2 separate regions of the Macaca mulatta genome follow, and region 1 is linked to region 2. A link is a contact called in public Hi-C data. All regions are on one chromosome and are shown on one strand. Each heading gives the region's core, a stretch centred on a gene start, on an enhancer-like site or on the middle of the called end of the contact. The rest is flanking DNA. Distances are from core to core; before and after follow the strand shown. Region 1 holds the start of RAP1B (RAP1B, member of RAS oncogene family). Region 2 has its middle 35 kb from the start of MDM1.

Region 1 (2,991 bases), core at 318-2,817, 250 kb before region 2:
GTGGGACTGGATGATCTAAATAGTCCCTTCCGGCCCTTAAAAAGTCCCATGACTCCACTATGACTCAAAAATACTATTTCAAGAGTCAGCTTTTAAGAGTAATATGGGCTTGAAGTTAAATGAATGTCTCCCTTTTCTATTTATATAAGTTACTTCTTGTTAAGATATGGTCTTGTTGAGCAAGTCCAAATAGTATTCTAATTACAAAAAAAGAGAGTTCAAAAGTAAATTTACGAGTCAGAGCTTTAAATTGTTAAGTACTCGACATATATTAGATGCCGCCAGCAAAACCAAAATCCAATTAGACGGAATTAATTTTAAAATACTAAAATCACAATCTTCATTTAGTGTCAACTTTCTACCCCGTAAAAATGTGATTTCCCGTTACTGCAACACACAACTGCTTCTATTCATACCAATCAGAAGTTACACGGCCAAAACGTTTTTCTAAACTATTAAAGAAAGTGGGAAGAGGGGGTAAAGCGAAGGGGAAGGAATCCATCTGCTTTAACTTGCAAGAATGATCTTTTCTCCAAAAGACATCAGTGTTTTTCAGAAGAAAACTCCGGAGGGCCCGGTTCATTGGGCGTAGTTTTAAATAAAATTCATGGCGCTGATAGTTTTAGGATTAGACACCCAGAGATGGCGAAAAAGAGAAGAGGACAAACTTCCTGGATTTTCTCTCCCTCTGTAAGATAAAGAGATTTCCTCTTGCTGACGAAGGGAAAGGCCCCTTTAACAGTTTTTCTCTGCACGGTGGCTGCTGCCAGACTAGGTGGGGCTCCCTCCGCTGCCTTCCTCCTGCCACTTCCCGCAACAAATGGAGCAAGCCAGCCCCGTTTCAGGCAAACTTTTTCCCTGTCAGGCTCAAGCCTGCGGGGCGCAGGGGAGTGGTTTCCCCCGAAGGCTCCTCTCCCTAGCTCGGGGCTAGGGGAAGCTGGGTCTTCGCAAAGGACAACTTTATGGTTTCCGTTCTAACTTCCACCCATACCACGGAGGGAACCCAGGCGACAAGCGAGGGGACTCGGGGCGGGGAGCGAGTCTTCGGGGGAGCCGGCGGGGAAAGGAGGGCGGCGGGAGAAGCTGCGGCGGCCGCGGGCTGAAGAGAGCGGGCGGGTGGGGGGGTCCTCGGGCTCTCACTTCCTCCGCCATATTTCAGACATTTGACCCCTTCCGCAAAGCGCGCTGTTCCCCCGCGGCGGCGGCGGCGGCTCCTCCTCGCCGGCCCGCAAGGCAGCGCGCTAGCCGGCCGGGCGCCTGGCCCTCGCGCCACCTGCCGCGCGCCAAGGGGCTGCCGCCGCCGGGGCCCCTGACCGCCGCTCCCGGCCCGCGCCTCGCCGCACCCCACCCGCTCCCCTCAGCCGGCGCCCGGCCCCCGCCCCGCGCGGCCGCCACCGCCGCTTCCCTCAGCGGCCACGCACTCACTCTGCGAACCTCTCACGCTGTCACCGGGTCCCCGCAGCCAGCGTCGCCCCGCGCTCCCTCCGGGTCGCTACTCTCGGCGCCACGGCGATCCTGCCGCTGCCGCCGCCGCTCCGGCTGGTTTACACGCCTGACTCTGGGCGAGGTTTGGCGATGTCGCCTTGACGTCAGGCGTTCAGCCTCGCTCCAGCTTCCGCCCGCGGGCGGGGCGCGCGGGTGCACGGCCCGGGAAGGGGCGGGCCCTAGGGGGCGGGGCGAGGGGGAATCGAGGGGGCCTGGCCGCCGCGCGACGGGTCCTCGGCGCCGGCCTCTCGCCGGCCTGCGGCGCAGCCGGATAGCAGGCCCTGCCCACGGGCCCCTTAGCTGCCTCTGGGCGACCTGAATGCCGAGGTTCTCTCTAGCTGCGCCGCGCCTTCAGGCTCGCTTCCCCAGGATGTCTGGTGGGCGGAATCCGCGCGTCGGTGTTCCTGACCCTGGTAGGTTCCAGTGGAACCCTCCGAAACCCAAAAAGCGCCGCCTCTTAATGCAAACTGTAGTCACCGACTCGTCCAGTCTGTTGGTATTCGCATCGTCCTTTGTGCTGGGCAGTAACCGAGAAGTAACGGAGAGCGCGCAGTTCCTACACCTAGAACTCCCCGAGGGAGCCCGAGCCAGCAAGTCTTTCCATTCTTGAGATGCCTTTTCTCCGGGATTGACAAGTATTTCATCCATTGGTGTCTTAACCCGGGCGAACTCTTTCCAAATTACCCTGCCAAACGCAGTTATCAAAACTATGATTTCCAAATAAGTTTGTACCCTGCACCTAAACCAACGCCATTTATATAACTAAAATAAATTGAGTATTTAAATGCGTGGCCTGGACGCTTTATTCACTTCACAGGATTACGCATAGGCAGGTAGGTTTATTGTGTGACTTCAGGGCACCAGAAAACACTCTCTGTTTCAAAATGCCTCCTTCCAAAAAGGGCGGGAACTTAACACGGGAACTTACCATTTTTACCCTTAGTACAAGAAACTTACCAGAACTTTTTCTTGAAGCAGTTTTGATGGACGAAGAGATTAAGAGAGCAAAGTGCAGGAAAAAGTGGGGCTTGAGGATCATTTAAGACTAATTTTGTTGGTTCATAATTTAATTAGGCCCTGTACAAATTATTCTTGAAATAAATCTTCATAAACGTTGATAAATTTGGAAGATAAATGGAATGTGACTAATTTCACTCCTTTTAAGAATATGTAGTGATTCAAAACTAAGCTAACCTGAGTTAAACGAATAGATGAGAATGAATTATAACAGTTCTCTGTGTTTTATAATGTTTTACAATTTAGGTTAATTGAATATATTACCTACTTCGATAATTTCTATTTCCTTAGGAAAATATTTTTTAAAAAATTATTTACTGTCTGCATTTATTGTGTATACAACATGATCATTTCAAGTAATGTATACATTATGGAATGGTTAAATCTAGCTAATTAACATATTACCTCACAGAGTTACTTTTTATTTATTTCTTTTTTTTTGAGAGTCTTGCTCTGTCACCCAGGCTGGAGTGTAGTGGCATTATCTTG
Region 2 (3,063 bases), core at 432-2,931:
GTGTGTGTGTGTGTGAGGGGAAGGAGACAGTAATGGAAATCAAGAGTTCCATTTTGGATATAAGAAGGCCAAGTAAGAATTTCACACCTAAGCAAGGATTTCTAGTCGGGAGCTTAGGGGAAGAGGATGGGCAGGGAGATTTTATCTGGCAGATTATCGGCATAGAGAGAATGTAGAGGAGATGGTCTCAGGAGTGACATGTAGATGGCCAGGAGGTCTGAGGACGGAGACTGAGCCCTCCAATATGGATTGGTTGGGAAGAGGAGAAGGATGCAACATGGGAGAACAAAGGAGCAGCCAGTAGACTAGAAGAAAACTAGGAAAGAATGCAGTGATTGGAAGCCAAGGGCAGAGGTTAGTTCAAGAGAAAGGAAGTGCTCCTTCTCTCTTTGTACACAGAAACACTCACATGCATATATACATATGCACACACATATTTTTACATGAGACTATGTCCATTTTTATATAAGTGTAGGGCTTTTCATTTATTATGGTGACTTTTTTATGCCCTTAAAAGCCTTCCAAAAGATTATTTTGAATGGCTTTAGTCTATACTTGTAGATGTAACCTTAGAAGGAACAACCTTGTATATACATTTTACGTTTCTTTAGATTAAATTCTTGAAGTGGAATTACTGTGAATATGAAGGCTTTTGGTATCTGTTGTCAAAGTGCCTTTCAGAGAGGTTGTACCAAGGTTGTACACTCTGCCAGCAGTCAACTGAAACCAAGCATTTGGCAAGCACTATTAGCATTAAAACTATATATATGTGTGTGTGTGTATATATATACGTAATTTTTAAATATATATAAAGAGAAAACTAGATAACATCGCGCACACACACACACATATGTATGGATATATATGTGTCTATATATGCCTGTGTATGTATATGTGTATGTGCAATGCTATCTAGTTTTCTCCACTTGCATGACTTGATTACTGGAGGTTGAACAAGTTTCAACGTAAGGCTGCTTGTGTGCGGTCTGAGTGGTGAACAAGTTGATCTGGCACCTACACCCCCTTAAGTATGAAAAAAATGAGTGTAAACATCCCCCAAGTCAGTCATTCAGGGCATGAGGGCTGCGGAGGAGGAGGAAAGCTGGTTCTGAGCTAGTTTCTCAGTGGGGGTGGAGTAGATCTTTGTCAGCAGTGAAGGAGCCGGTGTGGTTCCCACAGCTTGCAGTGCCTCCTCCCTTCCCGGCCCGACTTCCTGTGGGCCCAGCCTGGGAGAGAGCGTGGTCACCAAGAGGCAAGAAGCAGCCCTTCTCAGCTGCACCAGCCCCGATGTGATAGGTGGTGAAGTCTGTGTTGCCCTGTGAACCGCAGCCCACATTGCCCAACTCGGCAACAAACACGAGCCATGGGGCCCAGGCCGACTGCCCCACATACAGTGTCCTTTGCTGCCTGGGTGGAGCCTTTTCGGTCTGAGAGGCCGGGCCTCTGCAGAGAGACCTTCGGAATCCTCCCTACGGCCTGGCGGGGCCTCTGTCCAGCTGAAGCGGAAAGACCCTGTGTGCTGTGAAACTGCAGCAGGGCAGCATCCTTCTGTTGCTCTGGGGCGTGGCAAAGGGCGATTGCACCACCTTGTTAGGCTGTGGGTGTGGAAATCGACAACACTGAGGCGATAGAAATCTTAAAAGAATGTGTGGGACATAAAGATAGGCCAAAAATGAGGATTGTGGCAATCTTGTGTGTAATATTTCTCATTTCATCACTGTACCAACTGCAATGGAACTCAAAAGAAAAAAGAAAGCACCACAACCCTTTGCTTTCTGGGTAGCACAGACACCTGTAATATTTTCTATGGTCGCCAAGGAGGAATTCCTGAGAGACTGCAATTAGCACAGGCCCAGAGTCGTCAAGTCCAAAGGAAAGGATTCTGTGAGAAGTTAAAACTGCAAGATGAAAAATGTTCAATAGAGATGGCGCTGATATTGTTTCTTCAGATGTTTTTCTTTTTGTATTTATAAAATATTTCCATTGTAAAGCATTCAATTAATGAAGAATGGTGTAAAGTAAAAGCTAGTCTTCCCTCACTCCCTCAAACCTCACTCCCACTTGCTAACAGTTTGGTGTGTGTTTTCCAGTGCTTTTATTATGCAATTATGAACATTTATATAAGAGTATAGTACATAACCCATGTATAGTCTGTTTATCATGCTGCTAGCATACAGTTAGTGTTCAATAATATATGCCCACACATATAATTTAAAAACTGAAAATGAGATTATGCTATGCAAATTCTGCAACTTGTTTTAAGTTTTATTTAAATGCAATTTCTCTTTGTCTTTTTGGCAGGTAGTTTAGTTTCATAAAGACAAAAAATCAAAAACTTTTTCCAGCCAAGGACTACCAGGTAGATGAATTCATTCGACTATTATTTGTTGCATGCCAATGATGCATCAGGTTTTGCTCAAGGAGCTGGGAATGAATGAAATAACAATCCTCACCCTCATGGAACTGACATTTTGGTGGAGGGAGGCAGGCAATAAACATGTTTAATAAGTGGATTGTCAGATGTTGATAGCAGAGCAGATAGCAGAGCATGTTGGGGATGGTTAGGGAAGGTCTCCCTGAAAAAGTGACACTTGAGCCAAGGTCTGGAGACCGAAGGGGTAATGTCACATGGCTATCTGAGGAAGGGTGTGTCAGGGAAAATGAACAGAATGTACAAGAGCCCTGAGGACGGAGGTGCCTTCCTCAGAAACAGTAAACAGGCAATGTGGCTGGGTAATGGTGAGAGAAGGGAGGACAGATGGGGTGATTGGAAAGGACCGGTGGGGCCTTGTAGGCCATTTGGAGGTCCTGGGCTTTTAGTCTGAGGGGGATAGCCTGTTCCTGGGGGCATGGAGCAGAGCAGCCTCATGATGTGATGCATGTTTTCACATGAGCACCCCAGCTGCTGTGGAGAGTAGACTCTCTCAGGCAAGGGCAGAGGTAGGGATGCCAACTGGGCGGCCATGGTGGTGATGAAGCAGAGGAGTGATGGTGAACGTTGGGCTGGGGCATTGGCAGTACAGGTGGGGACGCTGTTGGATTCTGGGTACACTCACAAGGTAG

Evidence for each region. Hi-C and Micro-C count contacts between places; a contact is called where the count stands out from the background.
Region 1: a contact with region 2 is called in a Hi-C map of blood, with 2.2 times the contacts expected there. The contact joins the promoter of RAP1B here to the enhancer-like site in region 2. A contact is called at or near these places in 5 of 14 Hi-C or Micro-C datasets (CD4 T cells, blood, cortical neurons and 2 more).

The regions. Positions count from the first base shown.
Region 1 is chr11:75,730,685-75,733,675 of T2T-MMU8v2.0, reverse strand. RAP1B (RAP1B, member of RAS oncogene family) reads right to left here and starts at 1,567. Exons shown (of 8, transcript NM_001198678.1): 1 at 1,435-1,567.
Region 2 is chr11:75,485,644-75,488,706 of T2T-MMU8v2.0, reverse strand. No RefSeq gene overlaps it. Among named protein-coding and RNA genes, the nearest start is that of MDM1, 35 kb to the right of the region's middle. Within about 2 kb of position 1,681, at least 20 of the 40 cell types and tissues checked have an H3K27ac peak or open chromatin away from gene starts, as enhancers often do. A contact at or near this core is called in CD4 T cells, blood and cortical neurons, where this site is marked.